2 separate regions of the Gossypium hirsutum genome follow, and region 1 is linked to region 2. Evidence: chromatin contacts called from public Hi-C data. All regions are on one chromosome and are shown on one strand. Each heading gives the region's core, a stretch centred on a gene start, on an enhancer-like site or on the middle of the called end of the contact. The rest is flanking DNA. Distances are from core to core; before and after follow the strand shown. Region 1 has its middle 11 kb from the start of LOC121215646. Region 2 has its middle 86 kb from the start of LOC121215646.

What was found. Hi-C and Micro-C count contacts between places; a contact is called where the count stands out from the background.
Region 1: a contact with region 2 is called in a Hi-C map of fibers, with 1.7 times the contacts expected there. The contact joins two enhancer-like sites. A contact is called at or near these places in 4 of 34 Hi-C or Micro-C datasets (fibers, leaf and petal).

What each region holds. Positions count from the first base shown.
Region 1 is chrD03:16,515,179-16,521,581 of Gossypium_hirsutum_v2.1, forward strand. It overlaps the pseudogene LOC121215445. Among protein-coding and RNA genes, the nearest start is that of LOC121215646, 11 kb to the left of the region's middle. Within about 2 kb of position 2,298, at least 3 of the 9 cell types and tissues checked have an H3K27ac peak or open chromatin away from gene starts, as enhancers often do. A contact at or near this core is called in fibers, where this site is marked.
Region 2 is chrD03:16,417,879-16,424,243 of Gossypium_hirsutum_v2.1, forward strand. No RefSeq gene overlaps it. Among protein-coding and RNA genes, the nearest start is that of LOC121215646, 86 kb to the right of the region's middle. Within about 2 kb of position 1,668, at least 8 of the 9 cell types and tissues checked have an H3K27ac peak or open chromatin away from gene starts, as enhancers often do. A contact at or near this core is called in fibers, where this site is marked.

The DNA.
Region 1 (6,403 bases), core at 1,048-3,547, 98 kb after region 2:
AACATTTCAAAACTAAGTGACTAAAATGTAACCCGAGGCAAGCAAAAGTGACTATTTTGATAGTTTACCCTAAAAAGTATTTATATTAAAAAACACAAATAAATATAATACATATTTTATTGTATTAAATATGATTTTTAAAATTTTATATTTCCAGATGGGTTATTTAGTTCGGTAAGTTTTTTTTAGGTCTTGGGCAATGAGTTTAATTGTTATTGAATTAGTGATTTAATATAAATAAAAATAAAAATAAAAATGTATAATTATTATTGAACATATATAATTAATATAATATTGGTTTATAAGATAATATTCAGGCTAGGCTAAGGCAGAAAAATCTTGCCCAAGGTTCGACCCATATAGAAAAACAGGCCTTAAATTTTACCCACAAGCCCATTTTTCGGACCTCGTATTTTGTTCAAACCCTCCCATTTTTCAAGTAGACCTTCGGGTTTAGGCAGGTGACCCAACCCATGAGTAAGTTTACCATCAAATAAAATACAAATTTAATTATTTTTTAATATTTTTCAATGATATTTATTATTTACAAAAGTTACCTTATTATTAACAAACAAGTAATTTAATATATTTATTTTAAATAAAAATAATTTATTTATTTATCTTATTAATATAGTACTAAATTGAAAATAAAATTTAAATATTTCATATGTATTGAATTAGAATATAATTTAAAAGTTTTAATTAAATAGCATTTAAAATAAATTAAAATTTTTTATTATTTTGTGACAAACAAGTATTGCATAATAAAAATAATTAATTAATTAATTTTGTCTCAAAGATAAATTTTAACTTTTCAGCTAAATGAGAAAAATTACTTTCGCAACAATATTAAAAGGAATGCTTAAAATATAATTTGATTTTTCTAATGTGGTACCAATATTATTTTTTGTTCAATATGATATCTATATTTGACAAAAGTTATACATTTTAGTACATAAAAGTAATTGTGTTAAGTTTTTTAGTGTTTAGTTTGAGTTTTAATATTGATTTAATGAAAATTCATAATTAAACTAATAATATTAGCAATTAATTTTCATCAAATAAACCCTAAAACTCAAATTAAATCAAATTCATTAGATTGTATTTGACAATTAAAAAACAAAATTAAACAAATTTACACTTCACACTAATTTTTTTCTATTAGTATAATCATGACAAATTCAAACCTAATAATATTAGCAATTAACTTTCATGAAATCAACTCAAAAACTTGAATTAAATACTAGAAAATTAACACCGTTATCTTTGAGTACCAAAATATCTAACTTTTATGAAATACAGATACCATATTAAAAAAAATACCATATTAACAAATATTAAATTTAAATACCAAATTATGAATTAAACAAAAAAGAAATCATATTTTCTTGGTTGAAAAAACTAAGTCTGGAATAAAATTACATTAATAGTTTTTAACGCATAATATGCAATCACCCTCCCACCAATTAATTCAAAAAAGTAATTGCCTTTTATTATACCTAGAAAAATAATTGTATGAAACAATATATTATCGCTGTCAAATTGGTTAATGCTATATCAATAATTTTATCTTAAATTTCGAAATTTTAATTTAAAAAAATACTAATGTATCATTAAATTATTAAAAAAATATAGATGACGGTAATATCTTGTTTGATACCATCTTTCCCCTTCCTCTGGTCAGAAGCGAGGCGGATAACTTAAGCTGCTCGCCTCATGCATATTTGAAACCACTGCGGAAGGGAGAAAGTTATTGTTACTTAATTTGAAACAAACATGAATTTTTTAAATCTAATAAAAGAAAACGTCATACTTAAAATGTATTTTATATCTGCTCTTTGCAAACCGAAAGCCAAAGAGAGAGAAGCTGAGAAGAAACGACCTTGAGTTGATAAACAGAACAAAATCCTTTTCCTAAACCTCTACGCCTCCGTTACCACCTCCTTTCTTCCTGCCAAATCCCTTTTTTAACTTCCATATTTACTCTTTCCATATATAAAAAGAAAATCTTTTTTTTTTTGTGCATTAAAGGCCCACCCTCCCCCACTCTGGTTTTTATTCTTCCCATTGACTCCTACTCTTCTCTCTCTTGGGTGCTTTTCATCTCTCTTTATAACTCCCAACTCATCCTCAAAAGATTTTTCTCAGCAAGCAAAAAGAAAGTGAGAAAACAGAGCTTTAGAGAGTAGAGAGAGCAGGGGTTTCTTTGTTTCTTTTCAAGCCCTCCTCCACTATCCTTTTCCTTGTTTTCTTTTCGGGTCCTCTCTTCTTTTTCCCCATATCCTTGTTTTTCTCGGGATTGTCCAAACATGGGTTCTTCTAAACTCCATCAGAATGATGCAAACTGTGTTTGGGTTGATGGGCCTATCATTGTAGGTGCAGGGCCATCGGGTCTAGCAACATCAGCTTGCCTTACTCAGCAGGGCGTCCCTTCTCTTATTCTTGAGAAAAGCGACTGCTTAGCTTCTCTATGGCAACTTCGAACCTATGATCGTCTCAAACTCCATCTCCCCAAACAGTTTTGTGAATTGCCACTCCTTGGTTTCCCTCACAATTTCCCCAAGTACCCAACCAAGCACCAGTTCATCTCTTACTTGGAATCCTACGCTGGACACTTCTCAATCCAACCTAGGTTCAACCAAGCGGTACAAAGCGCAGATTACGATCACATTTTGGGGTTCTGGAGGGTTAAAACTCAAGACTCTGAATACATTTCAAGGTGGCTTATTACAGCTACTGGTGAAAATGCTGAGCCTGTAATACCAGACATTCCTGGGATTAACAAGTTCAACGGTTCTGTAGTTCATACCAGTTCGTATAAGTCGGGTTCTGAGTTTAAAACCAAAGGGTTTTGGTCATTGGATGCGGCAACTCTGGCATGGAGGTCAGCTTAGACCTTTGCCGGTACAATGCAATCCCTCATATGGTTGTTAGAAACACGGTAACTTCATCTAATTCTATATCGGACTTCCTTAACTTTAATGTAAATAATAGTTAAAAACGTATATATATTGTTTATATGTTTGATTTTTTTCGGTTTTGCAGGTGCATGTATTGCCAAGGGAGATGTTTGGTTTCTCGACATTTGGAATAGCCATGGCGCTTATCAAATGGTTCCCATTATGGCTAGTTGATAAGTTCCTGTTGCTGGTAGCTAACTTCATCTTAGGCAACACTGACCAAGTAGGTCTCCGGCGACCAAAACTGGTCCAATTGAGCTCAAGAATGTCACTGGAAAGACACCGGTGCTCGATGTTGGTGCACTATCACAGATAAAATCTGGGGAAATTAAGGTAAATAGACCCATGTTCGATCAATCACATCTTGTTCCAACATATATATGTTTAGTTGATTTTGTTAGGTATTTCAGGTGATGGAAGGTGTGAAAGAGATAACAGGAAATGGAGCTAAGTTTATGGATGGACAAGAAAAGGAGATTGATTCTATAATCTTGGCAACTGGGTACAAAAGCAATGTGCCTATTTGGCTCAAGGTAATAACAATGAGTTGTTGCATTTTGTTTAGTTTTTAGTTCTATCTTATTGTGTATCACACATCACTTTCTGCCTTGGACACATTTATTTAGCCCACAAGCCAACAAATCTCTTCTTTTCTCCCTGCAGGGAAGAAAAAAGGAAGCCTCTTTTCTCCATGAAAGAAAACATATTTTATGTATTCAAACTTCAAATGTGTTAAATATTTGTTTATTAGGGTTTGCCGGAAATTAAATTCTCTGTGATGTGTAACTGTCATCAAATATAGTGTTGTTTTTTAGGATTCATTAGCCTAAACCAAGAAGAAAATGGGTTTTTGTTACCATATTTTGACAGATTTTTCACCATTTCTTTTGGCACCAAACATTGATTAAAAGAGTTGATTTTATTAGTGGCAGTAAACTTTTTCCCGTTTTGGAAATATAGGGATGTGATTTTTTCAACAAAGACGGCATGCCAAAAACGCCGTTTCCTAACGGATGGAAAGAGAAGGGATTATACACAGTTGGGTTTACAAGAAGAGGGCTCCTAGGAACGGCTTCTGACGCCGTTAAAATTGCTAGGGACATTGCTCGACAATGGAGGCCAAACGACAGTTGTAGTAATTCTCATGTTATCCTGCTCAAAGAAACATGATTCTAAAACAAAATAATAATAAATACAAAAATACTTCTAAGTTCGATTTTACCGGAGGTTAGGCTTTTCGTTTTCTTTCTAGAATATTGTAAGTGCACCAATTTTGTTACAAAGGAGTTTTGCATCCATTTACCTCTTATGATGAGGTAAGTTTAACTTTGTACAAAATAATTTCATGAATAGAATCTACTTTCAAAATTTATTCAACAAATTTGTTTTGAAATTGTGTTAGATTTGTGATTTTGGTACCCATAATGGTATGGGGTAGATAGAACAAAAGAAAGATTTGCATTCCATTTTGGAAAATTGGTCATAAAACATTTTCTAATCAAACTTCATAAAGAAATCTTTCAGATTGGAGGCGAAAATTATATGAAATGAACTGACGAGTGTTTGGTTAACATGAATAGTGAATCCATTCACACATATTCTTTATTTTATAACATGCTATTAGTAAAATACCCAATTTTTTTTTCTAAAACCAAGTATAAATGTTTTAATCCTTCTTCCTTAACCACTCGACCACCTAGTTATTATTATTTTGTGTCAAGAAATATATAAAACCGATCCCCACGGTAGAAGAAAAGAAATTAAAAATTCACAAGTAAAGGGATTCAATCTTGCACCTTCTAATATCTATGAAATTTCATTCATTTGAGGATCAAAGATCAAATTTTTTCCTCAAGGTTTTAGACACAATGAGAAGATCTGCAAGAAGTTTTTTTAAAAAATATTTTCTCTTGATTAACTTTAATTCTAATTCATGATTGACTATGATTGATTTGATTAACTTGTTATACTTCTATCTTTTTTAGGATAGTGAAAGATTTTATCTCACCATTGATTTTGATTCTTTATCTAGGATTTATTGAGTAAAATTTTGATTGGTAAAAAGCCTTGATGTTTTTTAACATATGACTGTAATTATTATTTTATTTTTTCTAAATATGATCAAAATTTTGAGTTAGATTATTAAATATTGATGGGTTCATAAGGTTCATTAATGAACCTTCGTAGTATATTATTTTCAAATGATTGTCTAATGTTGTATAATATTTGAGAAAAAAAAGTCGTATAGTAATCATGGTAGTGTGCCATTGTAACTCACTGACTTAGGTCACACGACCAAGCCATATGTCCATGTGCCAAGCAGGGTGCCCTTCAAAATAACCCTACACGCCTGTGTTCCAGGCCGTGTAACAGCCTGACTTGTAACCCTTTGAAAGCTACAGGGGACACACGATCGTGTCACCCGGCCGTGTGTCACACACAGCTGAGACACACGCCCATGTCTTTACCCGTGTGGACGAAAATAGGCCATTTTACAAGCCATTTTTCTCACCCAAAGTGTCATGAACCTACAACCAAAATTTTACATAAGTACAAGCCATAACAAGGCACCGAATTCAAGCATAATCAAGCTATAAACTTAAGGTAAACAAACATACAACCAATATGCCCATGGGGCACCTTAAACTTAACATTTAATCTTGTATAAATACAATCTCAATTTGACTAAAATGTTCAACTAAACTTGAACTAATCTTAGATCAATAACCAACCATTGAGTCCAGCTACTAAACATACTAATTGGTACCAAAATTTCCATTCAACAATTAGCACTAAAACATACATATATTTCATATAAAACAATGTACCAATTCATCACATTTCCAACACATCACAAGACATTTATAGCTTCCATTTTAGACTACCATCTCATCCTTAATCATCTAAGCATCATGATCAAAGGTAACAACCACTTTAAGACTAAATATTTACATAACAAACTAAGTTCAGATTAACACACAAAACCCTAAATACAAGTCAAGCATATGAAAACTTCAACAACCAAAAAGCCTATACATGCCATTAAATTGAACTTAAAAACATCCATAGGTACCGATATAACCGATGGATAGTGTGATGGATCCGCGACTAGCTTCCAACCCAATCGAGCTTCTGATAATTTGTAAAGTAAGAGAAAAACAATAACGTAAGTAATAAATGCTCAGTAAGCTCGGATAAACTTTAAACATAACTTTTCATTTCAAATATGAACTTTATATGTCATGTGTAGAGCCCAAATATGCCCGGGCCCAATAAAATTAACCCTAGCCCAATACTTTTCAACCCACTAGCCTAAAATACACACAAAAAAAACCCTAGCAGCAGCCCCCGCCTCCAGCAGGCTCTCCAAGCGCCGTACGTCTCGGGGCCGACCTCTCCACACGTGCCGTTTGCTCCATGAACGCTTGCAAACCCGGACTCAA
Region 2 (6,365 bases), core at 418-2,917:
TGGCAAAAGGCATTGATATCCTTTGTGTTGAAGACTATATCCCAAGAATGTACAAGGTGGAGAATGAAACTCCAACTTATGACGCATAAATGGACGTAAATATGGGTAACAACAACACCCGAATATACGTAAATGATCATATGTGGGATCTTGTCCATAAAGAGCCTTATATAGAGTTTGACCATTCAGAACGAAGTAGGAAGACGATTGATGAGTTGAACAGCACAGCAAAATGCATAACCTCAATATTCCATAGAGAGATTCACTTGAGCCAGAAATGTGATACCCATGTTAACAATATGCCAATGTTTGTATTTAGCCACCCCATTCTGCTCAGAGGTATGTGGACAAGATAACCGATGAATAATCCCTTGACTTGCTAAAACAGACGTGAAAACCCAAAATTCTCCACCCTAATCACTCTGAAATTATTTTATAATCTTCCCAAACTGAGTTTTGACTAACTGCTGAAACTGAAAAAAATAATCTACTACCTGAGACTTTTGACGAATAACATAAAGCCACGTAAAATGAGTGCACATATTAATAAAAGACACATAATACCAATTACGACCACATGCAATTGATGTAGGCCCCCACAGATCAGAGACAACCAAAGCAAACGGATCATTATATTCAATAGTAGATTTGAAAAACAACAACTTATGAGATTTTTCATTTTGACAGGCAGTACAAATATTGTCAAGACAACATTTATCAGAGGCAATTTTACATTTATTGAGAACAATCTTAACAACAGAAGCAGAGGGATGACCAAGTTCTTTGTGCCACAGAGAAAAATAGCACCACTGTCACCTTTATTCTAGAAACCAACATAAGTAGGAGGCGAAGCTTCAATAGACTGAGCAGACGTAACCGACGGAGAAAAATGATAGAGCCCATCACAAATGTGGCCCTTTAGTAAAATTTCCTAAGTCACGATGTCCTTAACCACACAATACATCGGATGAAATTCAAAAAACACATTATTGTCAGTGGCAAAATAAGAGACAGACAGAAAATTCTTCCGGATATTAAGTACACATAAAACATTAGACAGATGAAACAATTTAGACTGTGTAGTTACAACCGAATTATCGATACACGATATCTTGGCGGGAGTCCCGTCACTCATCAAAAGAGAATATGTATCTGAATATAGTGTAGAGTTATGCAAAGCAGACGTATCGCGATAGACATGATGTTTAGCACCTAAATCTGGATACCAAGTGGTCGATCCAACAGGCATAGGAATATAAGACTCAGTGTCTGTATAGGTTGAATCAAATTGAGTGGCATTAATTTGAGACTCAGTAGAGTTAGAAACATCAGAAGCATACAAGTCTGATAGACGAGGAAGCCCAATGCATGGGTCGAACCTAGTGTATACATAAGCCCTTGGCTTGGTCCGCCAGGGAACAGAAGGCCCAAACACATTAGCAACACCTGAGACCCCACGAGCTTGTTCATGACCCAGAGAAGGAACACATTTTACACAGTTTGAAATCGGCCCAAGTGGTGGAGCAGGAATTGACAGCCCAAAAGAAGAGGAAGCTCCCTTAAACTGTTGACTTAGGCCAGAATATCCATTAAACAAATCAAACCCATTCGGCCTAGGATAAACAGGTCCATCAAAGTGTCCAAGCGGCCTAGATGGCCTATCGTTAGTGCACCTATATGTCGATTGCCCAAATTGATCCTCATAAGGCCCATAGTAAACCCGACCAGCATTATCCTGTAAAATGGGTTAGAAATCCTATTATTTTGAAACTGGCGAGGCTCAACAGACGGCCACACCTGTTCTCCCAACAAATTAACTTCTGATTCCACCAAGACAGATCCAGAGAGCGGCGACGGACCCGACGCACCACGACTATGACTGTCCACCAGATTGGACATTCGGTCACCAGATGAAGAGCCAACAAACTCACGATTAAAATGGAAGTAGTATCGCTGGGCAAAATTATCAAAGTGCCTACAAATCTGGCATTAAAGACGAGTGCGAAACCCTCGACCGCGATCTCCAGACGAGAACCGACCGCCACGAACAGAGCCCACCTGTGACGGAGTAGCTTCCAAAAGGTTCGCACAAAGAGGTACATCCTGTACCACACACGCGGACTGACTCTCATATTCAAGCAGCACATTGACTAAACGCTGAAGCGGTAGAGGCTCCGACAAAAACGACGTGAGGGTGATGACCGAATCAAACTCTTGAGGTAAACCTACAAGCGCAATTTCTACTTTCTTTGCCTCCGAGATCTGAGATCCGGAAGCTTCGATCAACACACTTATGTTTTGAATTTTCGCTATATACTCCATCACTGATAAACTGCCTTTTTTATTGAATATATATCATGGCAAAGTCGAGAGATTTTTGTACCTATAACGGCTGTGAAGAGATGAGTGGCATTGTTCCACACATCACACGCCATTCGTGCCTCTGTAAAGGATGAGAGAAGTGAGGAACTAATCGTGGACAGTAGCCAAGAAATGAGTAACCGATCTTGCTAAATAAACGCCGAGGCATCCGGATTCGGAACAAGCGAGCCTTCGAAAGTTGGCACAAATCGCGGTGTTGCAGATACCATCCCATCCAAAAAACCAGTTAGCTCGTATCTTTCAACTATCAATCTAACATGTTGCTTCCACTGAACAAATGTGCGTTCATCCAATTTGACAATCTCATGATGCGGGAACGAGTGAACAAGCCTAGCCTCAGTGAACACCGAACCTCCATGTTCGACGGAGGCAGAATCTGCAGAAGTCGTGGTGGTCATGTACACAAATCTCCATCACCTTAGGCGACTGATACAATGTTAACACCTTCGGTGAGAAATATATTGTGTAAAGAAATAACACTATCTCAAATATTGAAAACTGGAAAATATATCTAGTATGAATGAATTCTTTTTATTCTCTGTTCTTTGTTTTACACTATGATATTTATAGAGTACATTAGTAATTGTCATTGCTAACAACTCAACTGCTGAAATAACAAACTAACAAACTTAACTTAATAACAAAACTTAGCTAGCTCAATAACAAAACTTAGCTAGCACCTTTCTAATTCATATTCTTAACAAGGAAAAATGAGTGTTTCCTGCTAAATGCTTTGAGGGAAGACAAATAAGATGGTTTGGCTTAAACTAGAAAGTAGAAAGTGAGATGTGATTGAGAAACTGGCGTTCAAGAGACCAAAATTATAACTATATTCTCAAATCTTTCTACAGAATGTATGGTTTAGATTTGAGATTTATTTTGGTGTGTGTTGCTGCTAACATTTCATCTCTCCAATATAATTCTAAAACTTTTTCCTGTTCCATCAGTTCTACATTTTATAAATTATCTTTAAACATAATTGCATAAGTATATATATAAAGAGACATTGAGTGTAAAATTAAAATGAATTTACATCATTCTGTAATTTTTTATAATGATTAATATTTTAATAATTTAAGTAAATTATGCATGTCAAATTGAGCTTAAATTAAAATTTTCTAACTATTTGTTTTATGTAAAAAAAAATTTCGATCATTAAATATATATTAACATAGACAATATTTTTCATTGATATGATAGATATATTGGATTAACTCAAAATTTTATGTGCATGACAAATACAAGTATCTTGATAAATTCAAGAGTTGAATTGTTAAAATATAAACAATTTAAAAAAATAAATTTAAAATATAGTATAATGTTTAAACTAAAAATATTAAATTGTATACAAATAATTTTAACAGAGTATTTCAAAAAAATATAATAAAATTTTTTTTCTTCCGTTTAACATCATCAATGTCTAGCTTGACAATTTAAATTAAATTTTTTTTTTTGTAATTTGCGGATTCTAGATCAGATTGTATACTTTATTTTGATTTTGCACATTATAATCAACAAATCAAAATTCCTATATTAACAAAAAAAAATTCAATTTGTTAGTGCCTTGAATTTATACTTTAATTATAAAAACATTAGAATTGATTCCTATATTTTAAAAATCCAAGTAATTATGGTATTTTTTTTATAAAAAGTTAATGGCTAAATAAAGGCTATAGGCTATTTTTTTAAAAAAAATTAGGCCTTTAAATCGTTTTTAACCTTTATTAGGAGAATAGATTCGTTCTAGGAGAGAGAAATGGAAAACGCGTTCAGCTGGGCGTGCTTCCTGTATAGATGGCAGTAAAGCGCGCCTAGTTGGATGTGCTTTCTGTTTCTTTCCAGGGTTCTATTTCTTCCCAGGGTTAGGGGTTTTTTATTTTATTTTTTTAAGATTAGGGTTTATGGGTTTTTAGGGTTTAGGATATTTTAAAAGTGTTCAGGGTTTTCGACTAAAATGGAAAAAGTTGTTAGGTAGTTTTGAGGGGTTGAGAATGTGATAACACGCCTTAGCACACATACATTTCATATTTCACGGCGGGATAAGACCATCACCTGAGAAACCCATCCTAGGGAAATTAGGTTTTCGGGGCGACAATGCTTGATACGATCAGGGGTCGAAGTCCAGGTGGATGTCCCAATCGGCATCTGTAATGCGGTCACAAGTTCGCGTATAACCGGGGGCCCGGTGACGGTCATTACGTGGTCAGGAGTTCAAAATTTTTGGATACTCACAAGTAATGCCATATATATAACATACATAAGATTGATGTCATAATCATGCGGAAAAACTTTGGGAACTTCCGATATAATCAACATAAAATTTTTTTTCCAAGCAGCCGGTATCTTAAGCCTTTCATTCTTGCCCGAAGGCTGACATCGAGGGATCTTAGGAATAGAGTGGATGTTCCGACACAGTAGAGGTCCAACTCGGGTCGGCGCGATAGCAATTCTAGTTATTAATGGGTTGTGTAATAACGACAACCATTGTCACCCCAAAAAGAGTATCACCTTTATTACACCACAACAACCGCTCCCCACCTGAGAGTCCCTATTGCATCTACGATGGTGCCGACTGTAATATCCCTAAATCGGGTCTAGTAGTTTCAGGTATATTTTTTGGGTTTTGAGTGTGAAACTAGAAATTTATGGAGTTTCTAGTAATTTTTAATTTAATTTAGGAGGTTAATTTTATCTAAAATCGATTAAACAATAATCTAGAAAAATAAAAATATTTTTAGAAAATTAATTTTAAAGTAATTAAATATTTACTAGTGAAAATAATTAATTTGGGTCGAAAAAATTTTAAAATAATTTTTATTAGGGGTTAATTTTAGCTAAATTTAATTATTAACTAAACTGGGTTTAATTGTAAAATAAGGGAAAATTTAAAGTATTTATTTGGCAAATAAACCTTAAAATTTGAAATTTTGGAGGGAAATGATTAAATGGTAAAACAAGAGAAATGTGGGAGTGGCCATTAAGCAAATTTCCCAATTTTTAAATTTTGATGAGTTTTTTCAGCTTTAAAAACAATGCACCTAGACTACTTCACACCATTTACATCCTATTAGAGAGTTATAAATTTCGTTCTCTTTGCATGGTTTTAAAGATCTATCATTAGATAATAGATCCAACTTTTTTTCTTCTCAAAATACTCTCTCAATTCACCCGAAATTATTCTCAAAAGTAGCCAAAAATATTCCAAAATTTCTCAATATTCTTGAATCAATATTTTTAATCAAAGGATTTAGAGCGAATCAAATGTAATTATTATTTCTAAACTTATTTTTATGATGATTAGTAACAATTTTACATGATTTGAGAGTCAATTAAAGGATTTTTTATCAATGTCATCTTCTTCAAAAGCTTAAGGTGCTTTAACGGTGGATCTTAAATTTTAAGAGGAAATCCACAAATCAATAGATGTTCCAATTCAAAATGGATCTATTAAGAAATGTAGAAGCAGACACAAAAAAAGGAAAAATAATTAAGAAAAGAAACAAAAAACAGGGAAGATGAGGGAAAATAAAAAAGAAAATAAAGAGAAAAAGGAAAAAAAAGGAAGTATAATAGGACCCCATGTGACAACACGTGATTGGCCAGCGCTACTACGTCAGCAAAAAATTAACGGCGCTAGTGTGAGGTACTAATATAGTGGACGCAAAAAATCATAAATACCAATCTGGGAGAAGTGAATAAGTTCGGGTATTAATTTTATATTTAACCCCACACAAGTAGTATATATTTTAGGGAATTGATATAGAAAAATTATTTTCATTTAATATACAGGTAGAACTTAGAAGGCAAAAAAAAAAATCAATATGATAAAATATATTAATTTAAGGAAATGTATATTCTTTAAAATTAAGAATAAATGCATTTAGAAAAAAATCAATTATGATAAAATATGAGAATTTTTTTTATGTATTTTATAATTTTTTTTATAATTTTTATAAAAATTTAGGATTTTTTAGGATTTTTAT